Regions from separate parts of the Mus musculus genome. Here region 2 is linked to region 1. The links are chromatin contacts, called in public HiChIP or PLAC-seq maps. All regions are on one chromosome and are shown on one strand. Each heading gives the region's core, a stretch centred on a gene start, on an enhancer-like site or on the middle of the called end of the contact. The rest is flanking DNA. Distances are from core to core; before and after follow the strand shown.

Evidence for each region. HiChIP or PLAC-seq counts read pairs in DNA pulled down with a chosen protein or histone mark.
Region 2: an H3K4me3 HiChIP or PLAC-seq map of microglia shows a contact between it and region 1, with 4 times the contacts expected there. The contact joins the promoter of Smurf2 here to the enhancer-like site in region 1. A contact is called at or near these places in 8 of 39 promoter capture datasets (the C10 cell line, cranial neural crest, embryonic stem cells and 2 more), 1 of 15 datasets of contacts at CTCF or cohesin (pro-B cells), 3 of 484 Hi-C or Micro-C datasets (bone marrow-derived macrophages, epidermal suprabasal cells and hematopoietic stem and progenitor cells), 5 of 115 datasets of contacts at active chromatin or transcription factors (cardiomyocytes, embryonic stem cells and microglia) and 4 of 9 other capture datasets (adipose tissue, embryonic stem cells, liver and 1 more).

What each region holds. Positions count from the first base shown.
Region 1 is chr11:106,816,993-106,821,048 of GRCm38.p6, forward strand. Cep95 (centrosomal protein 95) reads left to right here. Exons shown (of 20, transcript NM_177088.3): 18 at 842-988; 19 at 1,204-1,275; 20 at 1,542-1,869. The coding sequence ends at 1,733. It overlaps Smurf2 (SMAD specific E3 ubiquitin protein ligase 2), which reads right to left. Exons shown (of 19, transcript NM_025481.3): 19 at 3,069-4,056. Among named protein-coding and RNA genes, the nearest start is that of Cep95, 30 kb to the left of the region's middle. Within about 2 kb of position 2,754, at least 78 of the 459 cell types and tissues checked have an H3K27ac peak or open chromatin away from gene starts, as enhancers often do. A contact at or near this core is called in adipose tissue, bone marrow-derived macrophages, microglia and 1 more, where this site is marked.
Region 2 is chr11:106,918,984-106,922,740 of GRCm38.p6, forward strand. It overlaps Smurf2 (SMAD specific E3 ubiquitin protein ligase 2), which reads right to left and starts at 1,732. Exons shown (of 19, transcript NM_025481.3): 1 at 1,198-1,732. The coding sequence starts at 1,249.

The DNA of each region.
Region 1 (4,056 bases), core at 1,504-4,003:
GCCCTCCTCCTAAGATGCAGCCACAAGTTGCTCGACCTCCTTCACATGCTCTGCAGTACAGCTGCTCTAAGGGTTTGAGAGCACACTGCAGACAACAGAAATTAAGGCATGCTTGCGTGATGCAGCACATGCAAAGAATTACCATGCTGTGAGTTGTTCCCACAAGATGCACTGATGGTCGAAGCCTAACCAAAGTGTGAGGACCCCCAAGTTACTGGTAACATGCACAGATGCTTCAGAAATCTTTCCTGAAGGCAGAGAGCACTGGTACATGAGAGGGTGCTGAGCACCAGTAGGAAGGCACAAATGAAAATCACAGCAGACACCACTCACACCCACAGGGATGGCTAAAACAGAAATTGTGAGGACGTGGGGAAGACAGAACTCATGCAGGGCCGGTGGGCTTGTGGGGAGGTGTGATTGCTTTTGTAAATCTGGCAGTTCTTTGGAAGGTTACTGGAATGCTGGGTAGGGTTAGAATTTTTGGATGGGTAAGTGTGTGGTGTGTGTGTACCCACATAGCAACCAAAACAACTAAAAAGGACCCATGCCTCTCAGTTTAAGAATTTGTGAATCAAATTTATATTCACACAGTAGAATGACAAAAAGTGACAGCTCTGTCTGTAGGGGATCTGACCTTCGAAGCGTGTCAGGTTAAGGCTGTGTTCAGAACAGGAAGGGAGGACAGCAGTGCTGACGAGCATAGGTTTCATGTCTGGGATAGTCACACAATTCTGAGTCTACAATGTATGTATATTTCATGTATGTGAATAACGAGGAAAGCTATTATTTGAAAAGCCTTTGTGAAATGCAGTATAACTTATGATTAAATAACCAACAGATCTTTAAGAAACTGTTTGAAGAAGGTTTACAAATTCAGAAACAAAGACTACGAGACCTAAGAAACTACGCCAAAGAGAAACGCAACGAAGAAAAGAGACAGCACCAGAATGAGCTGGACTCGATGGAGAACCACTATAAGGACCAGGTGGGCTTGATGCCAAGCACCTGTCAGCTTGGCTTAGGTCATGGCTGGCTACTATGCAATCAGCACAGCTTTGCAGCAGTGATTGTTTCTAAGGCAAATTTAAGACAGTATTTAAAACAGTATCCCGTGTATGTTGTCCTATTTCCATTTTGATTTAAGATGGAGTATAAGAATAATTGCATTGTGATGGAATATTTGTCTTTTCTTCCCCACAGTTTTCATTGCTAGCAGAAGCCATCTCACAGGAACGTCAAGAACTCAAAGTGAGACAGAAATTCCAGGCTCAGGTAATAATGGACAGGACAGGAATTAGGAGGGAAACAGAAAATGTTATTGTAACTTCAAAAGAACAGAGAGAATACAAAGAGAATGCATCTCTGCTTCCAAGTACCTGATGGGCTGATGTTAGCAGCTCTGGTCTTGGAAGGGAGCCAACAAATCACAGCTCTCTGGAGGAACCGGCTGGGAGCGGGCAGATGGGGGGCTCGGGGCTGAGAATAGAGGGGCCTGGACTAAGAGTCACAAGCTTCAGACTGACTTAGTTCTCTTTCAGACATTACATAAGGTGAAGAGGGAGCTGAGAGCTAAAATGGAGAAGGAGATTCAGCAACTGCAGCACATGATAACGCAGAACGACGATGATGCTTTCTTCCGGGAGCTAGAAGCTGAGCGCTTCAAAGCTCGGCTGCAGTTGGCTTCCTTCCAGTACAGTAAAAATCCTTTCCCAAGAGGCCAAACTTCATAGGTGAAGTTTCTAGACACCTTAATATGAACAGAGCTAGACCTGAGCCAGTAAACAGTCTAAACCAGAATATGCCTTATTTATGTATTCATGTTAAAATTTAGAATTATTTTAAATAAAAACTTTCTCTTAAAGCTTACTGCTTTTGAATTTATAACCTAAAACCTGAGAAAAGGGAATAAAGGCATTTAGCTCTGTTAAAGCTGTTAGCAAGTCCTGCCAGCCCACTTGTGAAGCATGTTGATAGAGGTCAATAAAAGTTATTGACTGTGTATGAACTCCAGGACCTAACAGCATCAAACAGGCTGTGGATGAAGCCAATAATGGCTACTGTTTTGGAGTTCAGGAGCTATGTAGTCTTAAGTCCCTCATCTACCATTTGGGAGCTGACTTCCATTTCCCTAGCTGTATCTACTTCCTGGCTAGAAGATGAGGTCATCTCTGTTCAGGATGACTGCAGGCATCCGAGTGCTGGGATTACAGACTTGCACCACTATACCTTTCAGGAAGATTACCTTTTATATAGCCTTTTAACTATAACTAGACAAAGCAGTTTAGAGTGTTAACATAAAAGGGTACTACCCTCTGGTGTACTTCCATCTATCCTATAACTAGTCTCTTGACTTCATGCTACTGAAAAAGCCCGCCAGATAGGTGCTGACACGAGAGCAGCACTGGAGTGCGGCTCCCTGAAAGTCTCTGTGCCAGCAGCTCTTCACCACGGCAGTCACCTGTCAAGATGCATGAGCAAGCCATGGAGGGGTCTGTTGTCCTCCCTCATCCTTCTAGAAAAGAACTAGAGGAAGCAGCTACAGAACACTGTCAGGACCTGTCTTACACTCTGCTGTCTGCTCGTTTCCAGCTCTTCTAAGCTGTTGCAGCCTCTGCTGTACTGATTCACAGACCACACGTTATGGTGAAGAAAGAACCCACATGCATGTCTTCCCTATCTGTGTATGTAGCTGTACTCCCATCGACTGGCATTCACAGAGCCGTAACTTCTCCTTTTCATTTGCAAGACTTGACTGTTTAACACCAAGGCATGCTGGCAAAGGTTAGGCCATCTGCCGGCCACAGTGCTGCCCTCCAGACCGCAGACAGACCTGATTGTAGATTTTTTTTCTCTCAGAAGTCCCACCACCTCATGGCCCCCAACAACGATGGGAAGTCTCAGCTGCCATGATAGAGAACTGCCCCGCTTCCAGCCGGCCCCACCTCAGGGCAGCCGGGTGCCAGCCTCTAAGCCTGGAGGAAAGCAGCAGTCTTTCCAACTCAAGGCTCCCCGCTATCGCCTGTGAAAAGCCAAACATGGTTTTCAAAACAAGTAAAAACTCAGTATTCTTACAAACCTCGCTGCTGTGACAGTGCAAACAGCATTCATTTTATTGCTCAGCTTCGGCATGGGCACATACATACATACGTACATAGTTAATTTTTAAAAACCATTTATACAGATGTTATTGATAAAGCTCATGTAACAAATGAGTGAAATTACAAAGAATATCAAGGCTAAAACATTCTGTAATAAATACAATGGAAATGATAAAACTTTGCTTTTAAAGTCAGTTTAGAGAAAAGGAGAATATTACATAAAGTGAACTAATTACATCTAGAATCAGCAACTCAGCATTTGGTACAATCATCATCCTAGTGTGAGAACATTAACCACCACACGTGGCCCCGACCGTAAGCTGCAGCTGAAGGGCGAGGCTGTGCTGCTGACCCTGCAGGCACTGGAAGCGGCTAACACCCACCAGTGCCATCTGTCCGATGCACTGCAAGCTCAGGGCAGATTTAGTGTTGTCTAGGAAAGCAAATTATAGTGGATTTAGGAGAAGAGAAATTTGTGCTCTGGCCTGTAAATGTGAGTGGGGTGGGGAGAGCACTGTAAAATACAGAGCAACAAACTGCAAAACAAATGTACAGGATACACAGCACTGCTTTAAAACTTTGTGCCAGAAAATAGTGGCCTCTTACTGCATGTGAGCACAGGGAACCATTGGTCAGAATGAAGCTTTCCTGATGGAACAGAGCGCCTGGAGGCAGGCGACGTGGGGACAGATAAATATTCACATTAAACACAAGGCAAGTCCAGGTTCTGTGACACTGGGGATTTTTGTTTGCTTAGCACCTATTTGGAAGTAATCAGGTAATGTAATTTTGAAATCGAAATCTAAACCATGTTTTTGATGTCTGTGCTATTGAAGACCGTTACATAGGGCAGTTTCCTCTAAAGCTCTGTCAAGTCACTGTAATAAAGTTAAAAGGCACTCAGAAAGCAGTGGGATTTGCCTGTGTTACACTGCATGGAAAACCACTGAAAGCA
Region 2 (3,757 bases), core at 482-2,981, 100 kb after region 1:
CAACATACATTCCAACTAAGTTCTCAAATACCAAATTCACTTCAAGCTACCTAGAAAGTACAGCCGATGGACTGCCGGTTAACACACAAACATTCAACTACAAAGTTCACCCACAGAAATCTCAAAGTTTAGTGTGGGCAAACATAATTACAGCTTATCCTTCGCTGGCGCAAATGCATATGAACCAACTACAAAATGCCGTCTTCTTCACCACACATCTGAATATAAATGTGGACAATTTACTTGCTGTGAATGACGTGACTAGCTAGCAGAGGGACAATAGTTTCAATTACACGCTTTAAACCAAACGCAATTTTTCCTTAAAAGGAGGGGGACGTTGACCACGGAAGAATATCAGAAGTGGCATCGTAAGCAAATTATACCTGTAATATGTTAACAACTCCCTGCAGCTGGGAACATTAAACAGTCTTTCCCAAATCCCTCTGAGCATTCCTTTCCATTTAGAAAGAGGGTGAGAAGTGTGGAGAGGACTAGTGAAAGTTAGCTTAAAAGTTCGTATGCGTCCAGACTGAGAAACACATTGCAAAGCAAGGGATTCTAAACCAGGTCTGGAGTTAAGACATGAGCAACTAGTTCTGCGGCCTACAAGGAACAACCCCAAACATGCTACCCTACAATCAAACAACTTCCAAAACACAGAGTGTACAATGAGCCGGGAGTCGTGGGATCAGGCAGACACGCCGGAAAAGCCAACCACAGTCTCGGTCCCTCCCTCCCAGAGACGTGCGTTTAAGGTGTGTGGCACTGGCCACAGAGGTTGGCAGCACTGGAGAGTAAAGGTTTCACTGCCGGGCATAGGTAGGTGTCCAAGTTAACAACCCGGGAACACAAGCACTCTCCCGTTAAGCACTCACTCCATGTTTAAGGAGTGTTTACCGCGCGCAGTCAGCAACTGGATTCAGTAATCCCTTTCCCGACCCCACCTGGGCAGGAGCCCAGGGGCTGCTCCTGTGACCCCAGGAAACGAGACTTCAGGACCTCAAATCCGCCCTCCACGGGAGACCCACGGGCCACACACTGGGCGTTCTGAAGAATTTCCCAACCCCAGCTAAGTGGTTCTCCAATGACTCCCTAAACTAGGCCTTCCCACGCCCGGATTCCCGTCCAACGCCACCACCGACCGCGACCCCGGCCCTCTGCTTGCCCACAGGCGCCACAGCCGCCCGCCCAGCTCACCTGTCAGGCGCAGCTTGACGGGCCCGTTCCTCCGGCCTCCGGGGTTAGACATGTCCCCAGCGGCGGGGGAGGTGGCGGCGGCGGCGGCGGCGGCGCTCGCGGCCGGCGGGCCGGCGGGCGGGCGGGCGGACTGGGCTGGGCTGGGCCGACGGCGAGGCGCAGAGGAGTCACCACAGCGGCCGGGGCCGGGGTCCGAACAGCCCGCGCCGCGGCCGCCAGGGCCGGAGGGTCCCGGATGTGCCGAGCGCCGTCGCCATGAGCCGCGGAGGGAGCGGGACGCAGAGCTCCCCCCTCCTCCCACTTCTGCTTCCTCGGCCCGGGCCACACAACAAAGCGGCAGCCGCGGCCGGCCGCGCCGCCTCCGCCCCGCGCCCCCGCCGCCTCTTGTCCTCGCGGTCCGCCTCGGTCTCCCCTTCTCGGTGCCGCGAGGCCTGGGAGCGGACGGTGCGAAGTCTGCTGAGGCGGGCGGGTGCTCGGCCGCTTCCTCCTCCGCCCGCCCTCTTGTCTGAGAGAACCCGGTCCTGGGGCCGCAGCCGCTGCCGCCGCCGCCGCCGCCGCCACTCGTCGGCTCCTGGGGGCGGGGAGGAGACGGGGGCGGGGCCGGCGGGCGGGGCGGGGTTGCGGTGGGCGGGGCCGGCGAGGGGGCGGGCTTGTGGGCGAGGTCTCCTGCGCCTGGGGCGCCAGAGGAAGGCCTGGCTCCGCGCGAGCTGCGGGCAGCGCGTGCGCCACGGCCCAGACTGGGCCCCGAACTACACCGCCCGGCGGCGCCGGCTCGATGGCACCAGAGGGGCCTACTGACCAGCTAGCTCACTGAAAGATCGCCTGTGTCCCTACAGGGCAGAATGCCCGAGTAATACTCCCACTGCGCGCTCTGAGAGGCTGGCGAGAGTAAAGTTAGACCCAAGTCCGAAGAATTAATTCGCCAAGATGCTATTCCCACATCGAACGCTCCAGCAAATTCCCAGGAGTGCTTAGCTCTGAGTATTGTAATTGCCACCTCCACAGGCTCACCTGGTGCTCCATATCCGGTTACCTACCTGCTCGATTCTTCCCCCAACCCTGCCCAGGACAAGCATAGGGAGATAATACAAATGCGGCCAAAGACTGTGAACAAGATAGGTGGATATAGTGTGGAAAGCTCACGCAGTACTGTATTTTGCTGTCCCAGGAGGAAAAAAGAAAATGAATAGGACTGTAACTCTGACGCGGTGACTTACAACTAATAAGAACTTATTCTGGACAAATAAATAATGCAGGTTGTTTTGGGATTTTGTTTTGCAAGGTTGGGGTGAGAGTGCAGCCTAATAGTGAATTGTATTACATCAACTGCAACACATTTTTATGCAGCCATCTAAATGGCAATTGTGGTAGCCATGTAACATGTCAGACTTTATATGTAATGCAGGGTTTAAATGGAGAATACAAGTTTTATGTGCACGCAAGAGTAATAATGCAAACTAAGGATAAGAGTGTGGATTTGTGCCGGGCAGTGGTGGCGCATGCCTTGGGAGGCAGAGGCAGGTGGATTTCTGAGTTCGAGGCCAGCCTGGTCTACAAAGTGAGTTCCAGGACAGCCAGCGCTACACGGAGAAACCCTGTCTCAAAAAACCAAAAAAAAAAAAAAAAAAGAGTGTGGATTTATATCCATGTTAGCTTTGCTTTAAAGCTGTTATAACATTAATGCCGTTTAAACTGTTCATTGAAGCCTAATACATTTTAATCCTAAAACATTGCAAATGGTGACTTAAAATCTACCAGTTAAGACACTTCATTCTCCAGGTGAAATCCAAGAGCGTTTCATCGGTCTAAAAACACTCCTACGGATTAAAGTGATCCCAAAATCATAAGTTCTAGCAGTAAGACTTAAAATACAAGGGACAGCTCTAAAAATTCAATCAAGAAATACTAAGTGCTTATTATTCACAAAGCAATGAACAGGGCCCTTAAACACTTCTTTGTGCAATGTAAGATCTGAAGGCTCAGGAAATAATTCCCACAAAAGTTACTGTGGCGATAGAACAATTGCTACATCACTGTTTCAAACGCTAGGCTGAGACAATAAACTGAGCAGGCTGATGTATGCACTCTTCCTTTCCCTGGTTCTTATGGCCCACACTTTGTTCCCAACCACCCACTAGCATAATTTGTAGCTTTGTATTGGGAAATGGAAGTTAAGATTTCAGAAAATGGTCGGAAGCCTAGCAGGGGGTGGGAGGGTGGAAGACTGTTGTGAGTTTTAAGCAATACCTTCACATATGTGGCGGCTCAGGGAAATGGGCATAGGTTCAGACAATTCCGTTTAGACTTCCCTAAGAATAATGCTTTTAAACCATTCAGTCAGGGCTGAAGAGATGGTTTGTTGCTCTTGCAGATAATCTGGGTTCATCCCAGCACCCACAAGCTAGCTCACAACCATCTATAACCCCAGTTCCAAGGGATATGATGCTCTTTTCTAACTTCCATGGGCACCAAGCATGCATGCGATACACACAGATACATTCAGGAGAAGCATTCATACACACAAATAAGTCTTTTAAAAAGCTCAAAATATAAATAATAA